Linked DNA regions of Sus scrofa: region 1 is linked to region 2. Evidence: chromatin contacts called from public HiChIP or PLAC-seq data. All regions are on one chromosome and are shown on one strand. The core of a region is the stretch at or near the end of the contact, and the rest is flanking DNA. Distances in the headings are between cores, read along the strand shown. Region 1 holds the start of PYROXD1 (pyridine nucleotide-disulfide oxidoreductase domain-containing protein 1). Region 2 holds the start of LDHB (L-lactate dehydrogenase B chain).

Region 1 (2,700 bases), core at 188-2,687, 210 kb before region 2:
CAAAAAACTGGTCTGAAGATACAGAGAGGGAAAAGTAATAATCCCTGAGATTAAGGAGTTTGTGGTTGGAGGGGGGAGAGGAATCAGACCCACATCAGATTAAAAAAAAGTGTTTTAACTCTGAATTCAGGGGATGACAAGGGACTATTGGAACACAGAGAGGATACCTGCCTCAGTCTTAAAGAAATTAGATAAAGCTTCTTAAGGGAGGTCATGGATGGTTGAACCAAAGGTCAGCGGGGAATTAGCTAGGGAAAACCCATTGGGAAAGAGTATTAAAGAAAGAGTTATGTGCAAATGCTCAGAAAAGAAAGAACATACCTATCCTGGAAGCTGCAAGCGTGGTTCTAGCTAAAGCACAGTGAGTTGAATGAGATCCAGTGAAAACAGAGGTAAGAGAAGTAAACAAGACTCGATCTATACAGGTTTAAAGTACATTCTCCTCCTCCTCGAAATGCATTATTTGGTTGCCTAAGCTAGTAACAGGAATTAGAGTTGCTTATTTAACTGCCTACTATTTAACTTATTAAATCAAAGCACAATCATTATTAGGGATATCAGTAAATATCTGTAATTAGATGTGTTAGGTTTTCCTGTTATACAGCCTGGTTATTTCCAGAATTTAAGAATTAAAGGGGGACTGATAATTCCCAGTTTTGGAATGAGCCATTTAGAGAAATAGCACCTTCTTAATATTATAATACAACCCCCAGGGGAAGGATTATATTAGACAGCGAAGGTAATAGAAAATAGTAAAATAATGTAAAATAGTAAATACTGCAATAATTTGAATATCGTAAAAATAATTTTTACAAATTAGATTGGGAATATTTAATTCAGTCTTCACAGATGTTATTTACTGGAAACTGGGGAGGAAATGGTGGTTTATTTTTACAAAGTGGCGAGCAACTCTATATACTGCAGAAATTTATCGTTGAGATCAAAATTGTCAACGGGAACAACTTCTTAGAGAACAATCCATAGTATTGCTTTGCCTTGATTCATGTGTCTATGAATAATTTGCTTCCAAAAGGTAAAATCTTAGATTGCTTGGTTAAGGATAGGGAAGGATGATGTTCCTTCTACCATTGAGTTTTAAGAGTTGAACTATGTTTAACCTCCCGCAGGAACCAACAGTGAGAAGTTCAGAGCAGTTCATTGATTCTAAGAACGCGCTGCCCCGTGAGAACACTGATCTGTCTTAGACAACCTGTTAAGGCTCTTTGAACAACCCATCTACTTTACTTTGGCTTTTGTCATATCAAACCTACGTGGAAAAAAGACATTTAGCAGCGGTGATAATAACGCAAAGCCCTGCAATCAACAAGCCGCCTCTGCGCTTAGGAACCGCAGCCCCAGCAGATAAGCGAAGAGACTAAGTATGAGCTCCCGGGCACCCGTACCTCGGATTCTCAGGAGCGCGAAGGGAATAAGTGTGAGCTCCGAGGCACCCGTACCTCGGACTCTCAGGGGCAAACGACGGAAGTGGTCGCCTGGCGCCGCTCCCTCTCCCGAAATCCAAACTTTTTTGGCTCCACCACTGTTGTCTGCAAACCGCTGGAGGTCCGAGAGCATGGAGGTAGCGCGCTCGCCCCCTACAGCAGGGAAGTTTGTGGTGGTCGGCGGTGGCATCGCGGGCGTTACCTGTGCGGAGCAGGTAAAGCAGGCGCGCAGGCTTCTCCCTTCTCCTCGACCCCGGCGGCGGTGGCGCTCGGGGTTCCCTCCTGCCGCCTTTCCTAGTCCTTTTTCCAGGTAGCTTTCTAGCCGCTTTGTTTTTCTCCCTTCACTCATTCCGGCTCCCAAGTATTGTAGAGTGTGTCGTGGCCGTCAGGTGACATCCTTAGTACCTCTCAAGCTTCGCTTCAGGCGCTGAAAGGAGAGGTGGCGAGCAAGTTATTAGCGGGGAAACTAAAGCAGAGTGAACCCGCTTCTGGTCCTAGTAATAGCGGAGCAGACCGGGGGTTGGGGGGGCTAGGGGGTGGGAGGGGTTATAACTAGGAAGTACTTGGTCGGAAAATTCAGCCCCTTTTCTTAAATTAGCTGATTGAATTCCGCTTCCGCCTAAATTCCAGGTCCGTAGTGCATCATAACTAAGAGATAACTAAGTGATAATCTCTTACGTAAGTTTCCTGTACTTGGCACTCCCAAGATACTATAGATATGTCATCTATAGTAATGTTTTGTAAAACAGCCAGCAAGGGATTAAATACAGCGAGGGAATAAGTTTCTGATTTACAGTGACTAGTCAGACTACATATATACATGTATTCTAATAAAGAATGGGTTATTTCGCTGGTAAAAAGTAAACATAAGTAGTCACTGATGTCATAAGAATTTGAAGTATTTTTCCTCAACTCTTAATCTTGGGATGTGTATTTTTCATTTATTCACCAAGTAAACACCTATAATCCAGTCACTGTACTAATGGCTGATCAGATAAATACAGAGAATGGTACCTCCTTTTTAGAGACCCACAGGGTAGTGGAAGAGACATGTAAATTATTTCCTCAGTGTGTTTGGTATCTTAGGGGTGCCTTTAGAGTTGGTAAGTAGTAAATTAGGGGAGAAGTATCCTTTCTCACAGTAGATGTCCTTTTGTCTTACAGGCATAGCTCATTTTATTGCACTTTGATTTATTATACTTCACGTTGCATTGTTTACAAGTTGGAGGTTTGTGGCAACCCTGTCCAGCAAGCCTTT
Region 2 (2,700 bases), core at 80-2,579:
TGCCGACTGCCTCTCAACTCTAACCTTTTAAAGGCCCACCACGTTTTGCCCTCCAATTCATCCACTAAAATGTGCACGCTCTCCCCGCCCCCTCTCTTCAAGGCCCCAACCACAGACTGCAGTGCAGGCCGCCCAGGGGCCACCTCTTCCTCTTGGCGCCCGCAGCGCAGAGCGCAGGTCAAAAGGGGAAGCAGCAACCATGAATCTCCTAGGAGAAGGTATCTAGGGGAAGAAGTCTAGGCTTTCCTTACTCTGGACACCAAGAGCTGGCTAATAAACAAAGCACCTGAAGCATCAAGAAAAGAGGCCAGAGGAGTTCCCGTTCTGGCTCAGGGGTTAGCGAATCCGACTAGGAACCATGAGGTTGCAGGTTCCATCCCTGGCCCTGCTCAGTGCGTTAAGGATCCCGCGTTGCCGTGAGTTATGGTGTAGGTCGCAGACGCGACTGGGATCCTGCGTTGCTGTGGCTGTGGCGTAAGCCGGCGATTACAGTTCCGATTGGACCCCTAGCCTGGGAACCTCCATATGCCACGGATGCGGCCCTAGAAAAGACAAAAAAAAAAAAAAAAAAAAAAAAAGAAAGAAAAAGAAAAGAAAAGAGGCCAGAAATGAACCGGCCCAAAGCTCCGGGAGGGGATGCGGGTGCCGCAGTCGGATACAGCCTGGAGGGCAGGGTCAAACCCACAGATCACCCTTTACCCTCATTCCGGAAAAGCCGGGCACTTTTACATTCCCGAGGTAGTGGCCGCCTACGACCCGCCAGACCTCACGGGTCATCTGGTCCCTTCCCCCCAACCCCCAGCTCCTCCAGCACGTGTCGGGGCTCTAGCCAGCAGGCATCGGGGAGTGATGCGGCGCCATGAGCCCATCAAGGACACGTAGGAACCGGGATTTAGCTGCAAAAGCAACAAGTCTGTCCCCCGGGAGAGCTCAGGCTGGCGGCGAGCCCAGATGCACAGCGGACAAAGCCCGGGGCTTGGTTGCAGCGCCCCCGCACCGCTCCGCACTCCAGCCGGCTGCCCCCACCCGAATCCGGATGCTCAGGGAGAAAGGCCCGGGAGCGCAGATGCCCTTCCTGGTCCTTCCCTGTCCTTGCTATACAAGGATTCCCCTCCACATCCCACCTGGTTTGCCCGAGAGCCGGGATTCAGGATTCCGAGTGGAAACCTACCAGAGGAGTGAAAGTTCTTGAGACGGCTGTAAGGGTCGCCCGAAGGAGACAAAGTCGGCAGCGTGCGTCTGCTCTGGCGCAGGATCTGCAAGGAAGGAGGAGGAAGCGGGGCCCGCCCCTCATCAGCCTCCGAGCTTTCTCTATTGTGATTGGAAACCCGAGCACCGCCCACCCCTCCCCTCCGCTCGCTCAATCCGGTTCAAGGACGTGGGCTCAAGCGTGCCCAGCCCTCCCTCCGACCGGTTGAGGAGGTCACCTTCTGGCGGCTAAGGCGGCCTCGCTCTCAGCTAGCTTCTGGGCGGAGAGGCTTTTCCACACAGAGGCTGCCTTATTTCTAAAACCTGGCCATCTTAAACTCTTCTGGACGCTTCTCCTCTTGTTCGGATAAATTTAGTCAGAATAGAAGTACATTTCTGTTTTGCGTTCCAGGTCAATTTTAGAGGACCACTGTTCTGAGCAAAGATGCTGGTGGTGTGTTCCCCTGGAAGAGTGCTGCTGATTCTGGATTTTTTTTTTTTAATAAAACTTAATTTTCTTTTCTCATCATTTCGATATAAAGTTCATTCGGTGCAATAATGACTAGTGGGTTTTTCCCACCTTATTCAGTTCAGCAAAAATGCAACCGTTAACCTGCTAGTTGCCTGTGAAACTAGTGAGGCCGAGTGCCTGATTTCTGAAGTTCTCTACCAATCTGTATGATCTCCAGGGCAGATAATGGGGCCACCAGAAAGATGGAGTTTCTCTGTTGGTTTCTGAGTTACTCCAAAGCTGCATGTTGCCAATTTATCTGTGTTTCCAACATTCAGCCCAGTGCCTGGTACCTCAATGAATGAATGAATGAATGATGAATGATGAAGCAGTTGAAGGCATCCTATTGTGCCTTCAGTAGTGTGTGTTTAATAAAATGCTTTCAGGTATAGCAATCTCACAAACTCCCTGTATTTGAAAGGAATTTTTTTGCTAGTGTTTTTTTGTAGTTATTTATTTTTGTTAAATGGCCGTTAATCTTATGCTTTAATTTAATCTCAGTGCCAAGCATGGGAGGTTCAAAATGAATATATATAGCAGTGTGTTGTTGAGGTGTTCCCAGTCCAAGGAGACAGACAAGTAGGTACATTCCTTCAATTGTGATAAAAAGTGATAATAGATATTTGGCTAAAATATGATAAAAATTCAAAGAGCCCTAAGAAAGGGTGTGTCTAGAGGAATTGATAAACCTCAAACTCCAGGATTACAGAGTCCAGTTAGTGGGAACATTGATGACTCTAAAGGAAAGTCTAGTTACAAATTGAAACATGATCAGGGAGAAGAAGAATTTGATGGATAACCTCAAAAGTATTATTATGTTTATCCTGAATCCAAGTTTGAAGCAAGACCAGCAAGTCACTCTAGAAAGAAATCCAGAAGCCACCCTAGACTTTACTTACCTGCTTTCCAAAAAAGTTGACCTATATCCCCTGTCGACTTTTAAATATCTCCCCAATTTGCCCCTTTCTTACCATCCCTGCTACTCTGTCTTTGGGAGGAAG

What was found. HiChIP or PLAC-seq counts read pairs in DNA pulled down with a chosen protein or histone mark.
Region 1: an H3K27ac HiChIP or PLAC-seq map of alveolar macrophages shows a contact between it and region 2. The contact joins the promoter of PYROXD1 here to the promoter of LDHB in region 2. A contact is called at or near these places in 1 of 47 Hi-C or Micro-C datasets (brain) and 1 of 2 datasets of contacts at active chromatin or transcription factors (alveolar macrophages).

What each region holds. Positions count from the first base shown.
Region 1 is chr5:52,019,581-52,022,280 of Sscrofa11.1, reverse strand. It overlaps PYROXD1 (pyridine nucleotide-disulfide oxidoreductase domain-containing protein 1), which reads left to right and starts at 1,437. Exons shown (of 12, transcript XM_021092253.1): 1 at 1,437-1,657. The coding sequence starts at 1,574. It also overlaps a transcript of SLCO1A2 not described here.
Region 2 is chr5:51,809,561-51,812,260 of Sscrofa11.1, reverse strand. It overlaps LDHB (L-lactate dehydrogenase B chain), which reads right to left and starts at 1,329. Exons shown (of 8, transcript XM_013988347.2): 1 at 1,172-1,329. The coding sequence starts at 1,294.